2 separate regions of the Mus musculus genome follow, and region 1 is linked to region 2. The links are chromatin contacts, called in public promoter capture Hi-C maps. All regions are on one chromosome and are shown on one strand. The core of a region is the stretch at or near the end of the contact, and the rest is flanking DNA. Distances in the headings are between cores, read along the strand shown. Region 1 holds the start of Ugp2 (UDP-glucose pyrophosphorylase 2). Region 2 holds the start of Slc1a4 (solute carrier family 1 (glutamate/neutral amino acid transporter), member 4).

Region 1 (6,248 bases), core at 1,271-3,770, 1.0 Mb before region 2:
ACCAGACACAAACATGGCGCACTCAATACACGTAAAATAAAAATTCTTAAAAGAAAAAAATCAAACAGAAGAGACTCCCCATTCCGACCCCATCCCATGGCTATCCCCACCCCCAGGTGTGTGTGTGTGTGTGTGTGTGTGTGAGAGAGAGAGAGAGAGAGAGAGAGAGAGAGAGAGAGAGAGAGAGAGCTGAATGTAAAGAGAGAAACAAACAATTGGTTTATGGTCCTGAAGAGCCTCAGGTTTTACATCCCTATCCCGTGATTTGTCAGCTGAGCTATTTTCCTCATTCTTAAGGAGTGAGATACTCTATCTGAAGATCTGGAATTTAAATTCAAGCCCCTCTCTAAAGAAATTTCATTTGCAAGGCACTATATAAACATAGCATTTAGAAATGTGGTTTCTCTGGTGCTTCTGGCCAAGAGTCAGCCCCTCACTATAAAGTTAACCACGGAAGATGGGTAATGGTTTACTTTCTGGGGACTTGTTTTAAAGTAGTGAATGCCCAACATTCTTTGTGTCCTTTGTGTCAGTAGTTACTCAATCATAAATCAAGATGCCAATTCTTAGGAACTACCAAATGTTTTTGCTAGATTTAAAGATCGTTTCTCCCCTTGTTAATCTTCTGTGGAAGTCAAAAATAACTGGCCATTCTATTATATAATAAGCCTGGGAAAGTTAAAGATTCCTTGTTGCACGTAAGTTTTTGCAGGCTGACTTACATGAGGAGCCCCAGGTCTTTGGTTCTGTTTTAGTGCTTACACTGACTGATAAATATAGTTCATTCACTGCTGGAACAATTTCTCTACTGTTCAGAGAGGATGTAGAGTCTAAGCAAAAACTCCAGAGCAAGTGTCGTTATTAAACTGACGTCATTTGTTATTTTAGAAATTTTTTTCATTTGGAGAAAGTTATTTTCTTAGCTGAGATATTTGGATGCCTAAGGTTTTTGGATTCTACATAAGCAACATGAACACTATCTTTTCCTGTGTTGTTTAATAACATTTCCATATGAACCCAAAGGACTGAATAATGAAAGCTCTCTCTTTTCTAGAGAATAATTTAGAAATTCTCATTTACCTTGGCTGAATAATGTTGTACATTTCAAACCCTTCTGGAAGTGCTTGGTTACAGAACTGACAAACCAAGTAGGGTAACGCGAGAATGTTAAAGAAGACAGGCAGTCTTACAGGCTTAAATGGTTGGCAAGACTAGCTGTGATTGGGCACACCTCAGGGAGTCCCCAGACGGGTGCCAACGTTCTGGCTTTTAACTTCATCTTTCTTTTGGAGACTTCAAGATCTATCATCAGCATCTTAAGGATAATAAGTCATTTTCACTTTGGCTAGAAAAGTAAACGCCCAATTCCAGCACAAACGTGCCCAGGAGTGGGATTCGAGGCAAGGCGAATAGTGATGGCTCTTTCTGGAGAGCCTTTATTTGGCATTCCCTTCGACGCCCCCAGGCCCTCCTCCTGTTGGTGAGCCACACACATCCCATCCCTTTACTTGATTCTGAAAAGGTTGCCTTAACCCTCCTCAAACCCTAATTGGTGGCAGAGCCTTTGGGTCCTCTTGAGAAGAGCCTGGTGTCCCTGAGGAAGGGGAGTTCAAGGTTTCCTCAACGGGCAAATTCTGGTGGAGTGCAAACACAAGCACACGCTTCGGTTTTCTCACACGCTCGTGGCATCTGCAAACAGCAAGCAGAGACAGACGTGCTTGGCACCGTGCTGCTGCCTGTGCAGCTCCCACGCGTGGGATTCCCGCCTTCGCTTCTGCGCCCGCCTCCCTCGGGCCTCGAACGCCCCGCCCCCTGCCACCTCCGCGTGTCTCATTGGCCAGGTCCTTAGGCAAACTTCGGCTCCGGACTGGCGGCTGTGCCTGTCGCTCTGAGCAGTAGGGACATTTCCGCATTGGGAGGGGGGAAGGAGGGGGAGGGGAGGTGTGTGGCGAAAGTGGGGGCTCCGGTGTCCGGAGGCGGCGGGCTGGAGGGTCAGGGGCTGCGCACGCTGGCGCCAGGCTCCAGGTGTTTGCGTGTGACGGGAGCGGAGGGGAGGTCGCCTCGGCCACGCTCGTGCAGCGTGCGAGACCTGATTCCAGGCCCCCAACTTCTCAGCCCTCGAGGGAATAGGAAGGTGGGTGTCGCTTAAGGGGCGGGCCGGGCTCCGAGCGACCTCCTTGTGGGGTCCTGCTCCGAAAGGCGTGGCCGGGGGCCGACAGTGGGGCGTGGAAGAGTAGGGGGCGGGCGGGCGGGCGGGCGAGGGCGTGTCAGGGAGGGCCAGGCCTCCCGGGGGGTCTGGGCGGCCAGGCCCGGGGGGCAGGGAGGGGGCGAGCCGGGCCCTGGTGTGGAGCGGCTGCGTAGGGGAGGGCGGCCAGTGGAGGCCGCGGGCAGCTGTCTGCCCGAGTGCGGAATTCGCAGCATCTCCGAGTCCCGGCTATTTATGGGCTGGAGAAAAGGTTGCGTTGCCCCTTCGCCGGCCTCCCCGCCTCCCGATCTACACGGGGCGCCAGCAGCTCGCCGCTGGACGGCCGCCGGCGAGGGGCCTCGGGGTGCGGCCGGGGGCCTGCGGCAGTCCTGCCCTAGAGGGCGTGGAGACCGGAGGGCGGTGAAGCGGCTCTAGGTCCGCCTCTCCATTGATGAAATTTAAGTTCGTCTGGTTTTACCTTTTCCGGAGTCTCCAGTCGTCCCCTGTTGGTGTCGGGATCGCTGAGTAGCCTGGAGTTCCCTCCCAAGCTGAGTCGGTCCCACCAAGTTTTCCGTCTTCAGGATTTTTCTTTTTAAAGACTAGTTTTGATTTTTTTTCCCCCCGAATTCTTCTTTAAGTAGTTAAACATCGGAGGAGAAAGAACACTTCGGTTGCAGGGAAGGGAGAGAGACCTTCCTTACAACGTAGATTCTAGAAATTGAAAATTATAAGCCAGATTATTTTAATAAGATCCTAAAATGTCGAGATTTGTACAAGGTAAGACATTTTGCTTTCTGTCTCTTGGCTGCTTCGTCCGATTTTGAATATTGGTAGTCTCTAAGTAAGTGGGTAGTTTGTAACTGGAAGTGTTCATTTGTGATACCGTTTGCCAGACCTTTTTGGTTAAATTGGTATTTAAGCTGCTTTGCGCCACTTATTGGGTTGGCATTTCATATACGTGTTTGTATGCCTCTGCGCCCTGCAGGGGTTATTTCTACCTTCTAAAATCAGTTTTAATAGTATTCTGACATCGTGGATAGTAATTGTAAAAATCAAAACAGGATTTTTGACTGCTGATTAATTCTTGTTCCCTTCTTGCACTCGATGATAAGTTAGTTATCTTTGTGGGACAAGGAAACCCAGAGGGCTAGGGACAGGCAGATGCGTTTGTCAAGACTAGTAGGAAGCTCTCCACTTCTTTTCTGTGTGTACGTGGATTGAGTCTCAGAGTAATTTATTGCGAAATCAGTAGTTTGTAGACACTGGAGGTCATACCAGTCAGAGAAATGACTTTGCTGCAGTGCTCTTAGCTTTTTCTTTTTTAATATAGAAAGATTATGCTTTCTTTAAATTTGAAAATTACCATTCAAATCTGTATATGTGTAAATAATGCATTTAGCAAATACCCCTCAACCAAGCTGTAGTATTGCAATTGGGTGCTGCCTTAAACTTCTGTCACAAAACTGTATAGAGTTTGCCTATAAGAAGCCTTTCCTTCCAGACCCCAGTGTGTGAAAGCTTCAGCCATCTTGCTTAATACATGCAGTAAAGTTTGCAACCGCTTCACGTGATCCTCAGTGACTGTCCATGCACCTTTCCCCTTTCCTTTTAAAGTTATGCTAGGGATGTCCATCATTTGACCCTGGAAATGAAAATGCCATACAGGCTTATGCCCCACTTTACTAACTCTTAAGTTTTTCATATTAGATTAAAGGAATCTGCCTTCATTATTATGGAAACAGATGGGACCGTTATGCCTGTCTGCCTTCAGCACTAAGCTCAGAAATGTCATTTTGCCATTATGTTTGAAGTTGGTGTTACAGTTGACATGAAGCTAGAGGTTTCTAAATCGAGAAGACACAGGTGGCTGTGGACATTGCTACCCACTTTTTAAAAGCCCATTATTTTAAAGTACTTCTACAGTTTTCAAAATACTGCACAAGTGTCAAAATGAAGAAATTAACGTGTTTGCATTAACTAAGCTATAAGCTCAGTCTGATTCCTATCTCCATGATGCAATTCAAGACGACACATTTGATTTAAGCAGGCAGTTTTGTACAAAAAGATGATACTCCAAATATGTTTAACTCAGTCCTGGAATGTATCATTGCGCCATTGTTGTGTTTAAGTGTGAGCTCTAAGTGCTTATCGTGGTTACTGTTAGAAATGAGAAAACTAATTGGCTAATGTCAGAGTTGTCTACGCATATCAGTTTTCAAGTATAAGAGTTGGAAACTTCTGTGTTCTCTCTTTTTAAAAGCAGTCCAGTGCTGACCCTCCCCTCCCCCAGAAGTTGCTGAGGCTTCTTCCCACTGGCTGGTACACGGCCTGTGCTGCTTCACGGGAAAGTGCTAACCAGTGCCAGGCCATAGCTATTTCAAGTCGCCTCGTTTAAGCTTCTGAGCCCTAAGGAGTACTTTACAGCTGATGAAGATGCCCAGAGATGAGCTGGGGAGAAGTCCTGGAAATCCTGAGTTGTGTTCAGCTCCTGTCCTTTCCAACAACTTCCGTTGCTTTTTAGGTTAAAATTTTAGGAATGGCCTAGTCTCCAAATAGATTACCATTTTCTATAGACAAAGATAATATGTCCCTGGGAAAAACACAGTGTCTTGAAAGTAGATTTTGTCACAGGCAACAAATGCCCACAACCTAAAATGTTCTATATGCTTTTTCAGTAGGTTAGCTTACCGTATGTTTTCGGCTGTAGGTTTTTATGACCTATCTTAAATTACATAAATACTGAGAAATACGAAAGGGTATGGACTTCGATTTGACTCTTGTTAAAAAAAGGGATTTTTAGACACTTTTCTGAACTTTAGGTTCTACCTGGGTAGAGTTTGGAAATTGGACTGAGAGTATAATTTAGTGATGACACGCATGCTTAGTATGGGAGAGGCATTGGAATCCATCTCCTGTCCCTGCCTTCTCCACTGGGTCTCAGTGCCTATGCCGCAGGGTCATTGAGAAGTTTAAATGGGGTGCTGTACTAAGTGACTGAACTGGGTAGATAATGTGTGGCCATTATCTTCTACTCTTTTCTAAAATAATGATGACTTTTAGATAGCATTGCTACCCATACGCCATCAACAGAAATACACATAGTTTTTTATTTTCGTATTCAGATTTAATATTCAGTCTGGTTACTTGAAAGTTTATATCTTTTAAAGAAAATTACTAAACAGGAGCTGAGGAGAGGGGAGGGCAAGGTTAAGCTTGGATAGCATAGGGGATAAATACAAGTTACAGTTTAAACAGTCGGTTAACAACTTTTTTTTTTGAATGTTCATTGTATGCCTTTCACTATATTTATTTTTCCCTTATAGTAGGTACTCAGGACTCTGTAGATCTGGTGTTATGAACATTGGGGATCATTCTTTTTGGGTGATGATGAAACGTAAGGCTGCTCCACTTGGTCTGACTCCAAATCCAAGCACTACTTTTATAAGAATGCTGGGTTTCTTCTTCCTCAGCCACTTAGATCATAAGAAGCTAGTTGGAAATTTATGGTTAGTAAAAACACTTACTACTGTTAGAGAGGTGAGTTGCCTGTATAGAATTACTGGGCCAATAAAGGCATAAGTTCTGCATATCTGCCTAAGTCTGTCCCTCAGGAGCCTAGTCGTACTTTGACCAAACATGATATGAGCTGCTGTGTTCTTTTGCCTACCTATGAAACTGTCTTGTTCTGCCGCTGTCTTATTCAGTGCCTCCACTTTTCTACATAAATGAACACTGCCTCTTTCCTACGTCACATTTGGGGTAGCATCAGCAGCAGTTGTGGGGTGTTGCTAGGTTTGTCAACAGAAGCCCTTTGGAAATTTTCTTTTAAAAAGTTGTGAGAACTGTCTTCCTAAATGTTTGGAAACTTATAAATGGTGAAGAGACTGATGGCTGTATAGCCATCCAGCTAAGGCTAGGTTATTTGATTAAAACTGTAATTCTAGAAGTATTTTCGCAACTTTAAATATGCCATTATCTATCTAAGCTGTGTAAAAATATCCCTTATTCTTAAAAACTATTCTTAAATATATAGTATATATTTAATATAATATTATATTTCAAG
Region 2 (6,639 bases), core at 2,272-4,771:
GAAATAAACAAGGTGCAGTGACATATACCTGCGATCAGAAAGTAGAGGTATTGTGGTAAATAATATTACTTGGGAGTTTCTACTCTGCCTGGATCATTCAGTTCCCAGATAAAAGACACACACCAATATATTTATAAGAAGCCTTTAGGCTCTCTGCTCCTCCCTGTTCCAGAGACAGCCGCATCTTCTTGTGCAGTGCCAGCCTCGTCCCGTAGACAAAATGGTGAAGGTCGGTGTGAACGGATTTGGCCGTATTGGGCGCCTGGTCACCAGGGCTGCCATTTGCAGTGGCAAAGTGGAGATTGTTGCCATCAACGACCCCTTCATTGACCTCAACTACATGGTCTACATGTTCCAGTATGACTCCACTCACGGCAAATTCAACGGCACAGTCAAGGCCGAGAATGGGAAGCTTGTCATCAACGGGAAGCCCATCACCATCTTCCAGGAGCGAGACCCCACTAACATCAAATGGGGTGAGGCCGGTGCTGAGTATGTCGTGGAGTCTACTGGTGTCTTCACCACCATGGAGAAGGCCGGGGCCCACTTGAAGGGTGGAGCCAAAAGGGTCATCATCTCCGCCCCTTCTGCCGATGCCCCCATGTTTGTGATGGGTGTGAACCACGAGAAATATGACAACTCACTCAAGATTGTCAGCAATGCATCCTGCACCACCAACTGCTTAGCCCCCCTGGCCAAGGTCATCCATGACAACTTTGGCATCGTGGAAGGGCTCATGACCACAGTCCATGCCATCACTGCCACCCAGAAGACTGTGGATGGCCCCTCTGGAAAGCTGTGGCGTGATGGCCGTGGGGCTGCCCAGAACATCATCCCTGCATCCACTGGTGCTGCCAAGGCTGTGGGCAAGGTCATCCCAGAGCTGAACGGGAAGCTCACTGGCATGGCCTTCCGTGTTCCTACCCCCAATGTGTCCGTCGTGGATCTGACGTGCCGCCTGGAGAAACCTGCCAAGTATGATGACATCAAGAAGGTGGTGAAGCAGGCATCTGAGGGCCCACTGAAGGGCATCTTGGGCTACACTGAGGACCAGGTTGTCTCCTGCGACTTCAACAGCAACTCCCACTCTTCCACCTTCGATGCCGGGGCTGGCATTGCTCTCAATGACAACTTTGTCAAGCTCATTTCCTGGTATGACAATGAATACGGCTACAGCAACAGGGTGGTGGACCTCATGGCCTACATGGCCTCCAAGGAGTAAGAAACCCTGGACCACCCACCCCAGCAAGGACACTGAGCAAGAGAGGCCCTATCCCAACTCGGCCCCCAACACTGAGCATCTCCCTCACAATTTCCATCCCAGACCCCCATAATAACAGGAGGGGCCTAGGGAGCCCTCCCTACTCTCTTGAATACCATCAATAAAGTTCGCTGCACCCAAAAAAAAAAAAAAAAAAAAAAAGAAGCCTTTAAAGCACTAGAGCTGGGCAGATGTCGCCCCTCTAAGCTATTTTGCCTACTTCCCTATCAATGACCCCGAGATATAACTTGCCACGTTCTGCCTAGGCTGCTCTTACTTGAACTGGCTAGCCTTTATGGCCATGTTTTCATGATTTACCTATCCCCTGGTGTCTCCTCTCTCCACCTTCTTTCCTCCCTCTCATGGTCCTGCCTCAGACCCCAAGCCCAGGAACTGAAACCTCACCTGCCTCTCTTCTGCCCAGCTATAGGCTGTCTGCATCTTTATTGACCAATCAGGGATAACTTGAGGGGCAAGGTTACATAGTATCACGTTGATGTACTGTGAGGATCTTCTAGTCCCCTAGGCAACAAGGGCCAGTATTTAGCATTACAATACATAGCAACAAACCAAATCTCTACATAGAGGCAGGGGAGATTCTGAGTTCAAGGCCTGCTTGGGCCACAAAGGAAGAATTTGTCAAGCACTAGCATGCAGTCAACAGCATGGCTAGTGGAAGTAGAGGAGAGAAAGGACATTTCAACATGAGTCATGGGGCTTAACAACAGATCAGACTAGAGAAAACTTAAACATGAAGGTTCACAGAGGCAGATCATAATGATAGCAGTAACAGGCTGGAGGAGACAATCACAAATCTGATTCGGAATATGCTGAGCTGAGATGCTGCAGAATGTCTGGGTGGAGCTGTAAAGCAGGCAATTGGAAACCCACTTCTGGAACATGACTTCAGTCTTTTGCATAAAAGCAGCAGCTTAGGAAAAAGGAGGCAGAGCTACCTGGAAATGAGGAACATGGGTCTGTAGGAATCATCCATCCTTGCACAGAGAGGTAAACCATGTTCTGGGAAACAAGATAAAAATATGTATAGGTCCTCATCTAATGAACACACCTCCCTCCCACCAATAAGCTCCTATTTCAACAAGCTGTACATGACAGCTAAATGGCTTCATGTAAGGAACTCTTTGCTGTCTCAACAATTGGACGTTTTACACCTCGACAGGACATATTGATTTGCACAGGTTTCTGTTATGGTATACTTCAAAATTACTTTACTTCACATTGTCTTCCTCTTTAACTCAGCTACACCTAACTAGGGCTTTCTTGGAGGTCTGGGGAGGTAGTTCTTTTCAAAAGCAGAATAGGGAAAAATAAATAAATAAATAAATAAATAACACAATAAACGACTGCCAAGGTTTCCCTTTTTATCTGCTGTGGCCCGGGAAGATAGTAAATAAATGGCATTTTTAAAAAATCCATTGAACCATCTTTCAGACTGGCCAAACACTTGACTGAACTGTTGGCGTGCCAAGTCTGGAGACCCGGAAGGGGGTGGTTAAAATCCCGCTTGTGTTTCAGCTTAAGTTACATGGCAGACACGCCACCGAAAGTGGTGGCGTTAGAGCTCTGTTTCTCTGGGAGAGTTTTACGTCTTCAGCCTGCACACACCAGGCTTCTCCCCAGAGTCCAATGGACTCGCCCCAGAGGGCGCTAGTGCACGCAGTGGCTCACCCTTGGCACTGTGCATAGTGCCACCCGGACTCGCTGGTCACCTAAGGGTAAAGCTCTGCTAGAGTCTTGTACGTGCACGCAATGAGACTTTCCCCCATCCACCCACTCCTTTGTCTCTGTACCAGGAAAGCCTACAGAGCCCTTAGAAGAAAGGATTTCCCGCAGGATGGAGGTTGGGTCGTTCCGGACTCCCTAGCGGAGGGCGGGCACCAACCTCCGAGGGCTCCCCTCCTCCACCAGCTGAGGAGAAGAACTGCCGAGGCGTTCCAGACGCTCCCCTCCCTCTCTCCCCGAGGCCTGGACAGTAGGACTGAAAGCTGCCAGGAGACAGGATTGGCCGATGGCCTCACGCCCCGTCGGGAGAGCCCAGCCTGCCTGTCTCTCACTCTCTTTGCTGTGCCTCCCGGAGGGTGGGAGAAGGGCGGGACCTGGGAAACGTCAGGGAGGTGGGGAACGGATATTCAGGGTTCTAATTGGTCGTAACATCGGAGGTGCGCCTACATGGGCGGGGCGAGCTCAAGCCCCGCCCTCCTTCCTAGGCTGCAGCCTCCAGCGTGCCTCCTGCGTTGCATCATCTCCAGCCTGCAGCGGCTCTGAAAGAAGGCTGGGCGCGGCGCGGTCTGCTCTGCCTGGGCTCCAACCCACAACCCACGTCTCTCTTTTATCTTTCTGAAAAGTGTTCCTGTAGGGACTCACAGAGCTCGGAAGCCGCAGCTGGCACAGGCCACTGTCTCCGCCTGATCCATTCATTCGAAACCGGTCTTTTCTCCAAGTTCCTTGAGTGTTACCGCTTAGAGCGGTGGGCAACGACATGGAGAAGAGCGGCGAGACCAACGGCTACCTCGACGGCACCCAGGCAGAGCCTGCGGCCGGGCCCCGAACGCCCGAGACGGCGATGGGCAAATCGCAGCGCTGTGCTAGCTTTTTTCGGCGCCACGCGCTGGTGCTGCTCACCGTGTCGGGAGTGTTGGTGGGTGCCGGCATGGGCGCGGCGCTGAGGGGGCTGCAGCTCACCCGCACCCAGATCACTTACCTGGCCTTCCCGGGCGAGATGCTGCTCCGCATGCTGCGCATGATCATCCTGCCGCTGGTGGTTTGCAGCCTGGTGTCGGGAGCCGCCTCCCTGGATGCCAGCTCCCTCGGGCGTCTGGGTGGCATCGCTGTTGCTTACTTCGGCCTCACCACGCTGAGCGCCTCGGCTCTCGCCGTTGCTCTGGCGTTCATCATCAAGCCAGGGGCGGGCGCGCAGACCCTCCAGTCCAGCAGCCTGGGGCTGGAGAACTCAGGGCCTCCTCCGGTCTCCAAAGAGACAGTGGACTCTTTCCTCGATTTACTCAGGTACTGCTCTCCACCCCGCCAAAGGCACGGCGGGAGACGCCACGTGCACTCATATCACCTAGAGTTAATTCAGTTACTGTTGGCCCTTAACACTAAATTTCATATTTACGTCTGGGCTACGTGCTGGCCACACCTTTAAAGACTGGAGGCCACAGCTTTTTGCTGGAACCGATTTTCCGTTAGGTGGGATGTTAAGTGTATACCTTCTCAGTTGTGCTTTACTCCTTACACTGGGCTCTCTCAGTTTTGTTTGTTTGTTTTGTTTCGTTTTTTTAATTGTTCCTGTTTTCTCCCCTACATCACCCCAAAGCTTCCAGGACATTGAGTGACTTTCACCAGAGGAGCTATCCAGCTTGTAGTCTGAGGTTTTCTCTGATTCAGCCTTTGGTCTGGAAGGAAGTTGGCAATTTTCAGCAGAATTATGGATGTGTCCAAGAATAATAAAACTGGAGTTAGTTATGTGGAGCCCGTTGCCCAGCTACGTGACTGCCTCTCAGGCTTAGGACAGGTTGTGGACGTTCTTGGTCAGGATCATGGGGCCTAGCGTTATTTCTTTGTAGAAAGCGGGGAGATCCAGAGAGTTGAGATACACACACCTTTCTTTGCTTGTTTTTTTTTTTTTTTTTTTTTTTTTTTTCTCCACTCAGGAGTTGTATTTCATCCCCTGGGATGATAGAGTGTAGTTTTCAAAGCTTCACCTCTCCATTTGAACTAATCCAAAGTTCACAGATGGGAAAACATTAGTCTGCAGGCGTTTACTAATGTAACCAGGTTCGTCTGAACGAGGAGTCCAGCTGGCTTGCCTTCCAGCTTTCTGAGCCTTAGTGGTATATTTTGTCTTGAGTCATTGGGCAAAGCTCCTCATTGCTGAGGTGGTGAAAACCAGAGAACTCTGGGCAAGTGACTTGTCTTTCTCCTGTCTCCATTTCTTCATGTGGAAAATGTGACAGCTGTCTTGCCACTTCAAGAGTTTGTTCATCTAAAACAAAACAAAAAACCGAGACATGGTATTGGACGGGGGGTGGGGGTGGGGGGGTGGGGGGGTGGGGGAATCTGCTGAAAAAGACCAAAAGTTCCTGCAAACAGAGCAAGTGGAGGTAGCCTACGGGAACTTCGATGGAACTGTAGGCTTTGGCGCCTGCCAGGTGGCCTGGTAGTCCAAGAGTCTTAAGGTTTGAGACATAACTGTAGATGTGTTCAGAGATAGAGAACTCTACTGAAGCCCAGAGTAGCTTTGGTTTGTTCTGTCCTCAGGGAGAGAAATATGGGGTTTCAGGGTTCTTTTTGTAGAGCCATCTGTGGCCCAAATGGGAGTATGATGTTCATCTGTGCCTCTCTATGGTAACACAGGAGCCTTAATGGTGTTCTTCCATCATTGAAAAAGGAACTGACCAGTAATTGGGGGTAGGAGGAGTGAGAACCACTTTATGGCCATCACCCCAAGAAAGGACTTACAACTTACTGTTTTATGGCCGTGGTTTTAGACCCAAGCCCTTCTAGCTCCTGCTTTTAAAGTGAATGGTGACCCAGTGTCATGTCTCAAGAATCAGTATAGGTGTCATTTCTCAGAGACTAGGGCAACCCTTGTTGCATCTCCCCAGAAGAGCTTTCCCTGGCCTGTTAGGATGGGGTAGTATTTTCTAATGCTTCTACTAGCTAGCTGCACTTGACCTAGAAGTTCGTGATAAGGGCAGGGCAAGTCGTGCAATCCTGCTTCCAACCCAGGAAATGTAGGCAAAGATTAGGGCTGAGCGTGTTTGGGACACTTACTTAGGAGGCAGGGTTTGAGTCCAGCCTGAGCTACTAGTGAAATCTTAACCAAGGGCGGGGTTTACGCTTTAATGGTAGAGTGATTTTATGGCCCTAAGTTTGACTCTCATGGGGCAGGGTGGACTAGGAGATCCATAGGTCTTCTGCTCCATGGTTTACGGTTTGCTCATTCTCCAAGACAAAATGTATAGTAATGGCAGTATATCCTGGTCTAATGTCACTGTCTCAGAAATGTTTGCCGAGAGCCAAAAGGAGAACCAAGAAGAGGAACTACCATAAGCCAGGTCGGTGCCCTTTCACTCGAGCTGGGCATTTGGATGAAGCACTTAAGTGAAGGAAAGTATGCCTGTACTGCTCAGAGTAGCTTATGACAGGAAACACGCCCAAGCCTCCTGGAAATGCTACCTGGATCAAGGGGATCTCTGGGTCAATTGTCTTTCTTTTGTTTTTTGTTTTTCTTAAATGAGATTCTGTCAGGTAGTGGTGGTGCATGCCTTTAATCCCAGCACTTGAGAGGCAGAGGCAGGCGGATTTCTGAGTTCAAGGCCAGCCTGATCTACAGAGTGAATTTCAGGACAGCG

What was found. Promoter capture Hi-C pulls out the DNA fragments that hold promoters and counts their contacts.
Region 1: a promoter capture Hi-C map of pre-B cells shows a contact between it and region 2, with 3 times the contacts expected there. The contact joins the promoter of Ugp2 here to the promoter of Slc1a4 in region 2. A contact is called at or near these places in 2 of 39 promoter capture datasets (embryonic stem cells and pre-B cells), 1 of 484 Hi-C or Micro-C datasets (embryonic stem cells), 2 of 115 datasets of contacts at active chromatin or transcription factors (astrocytes and pancreatic cancer cells) and 3 of 9 other capture datasets (adipose tissue, liver and macrophages).

What each region holds. Positions count from the first base shown.
Region 1 is chr11:21,366,901-21,373,148 of GRCm38.p6, reverse strand. It overlaps Ugp2 (UDP-glucose pyrophosphorylase 2), which reads left to right and starts at 2,520. Exons shown (of 10, transcript NM_139297.6): 1 at 2,520-2,962. The coding sequence starts at 2,944.
Region 2 is chr11:20,329,595-20,336,233 of GRCm38.p6, reverse strand. Slc1a4 (solute carrier family 1 (glutamate/neutral amino acid transporter), member 4) reads left to right here and starts at 3,521. Exons shown (of 8, transcript NM_018861.3): 1 at 3,521-4,288. The coding sequence starts at 3,762. It also overlaps the pseudogene Gm12033.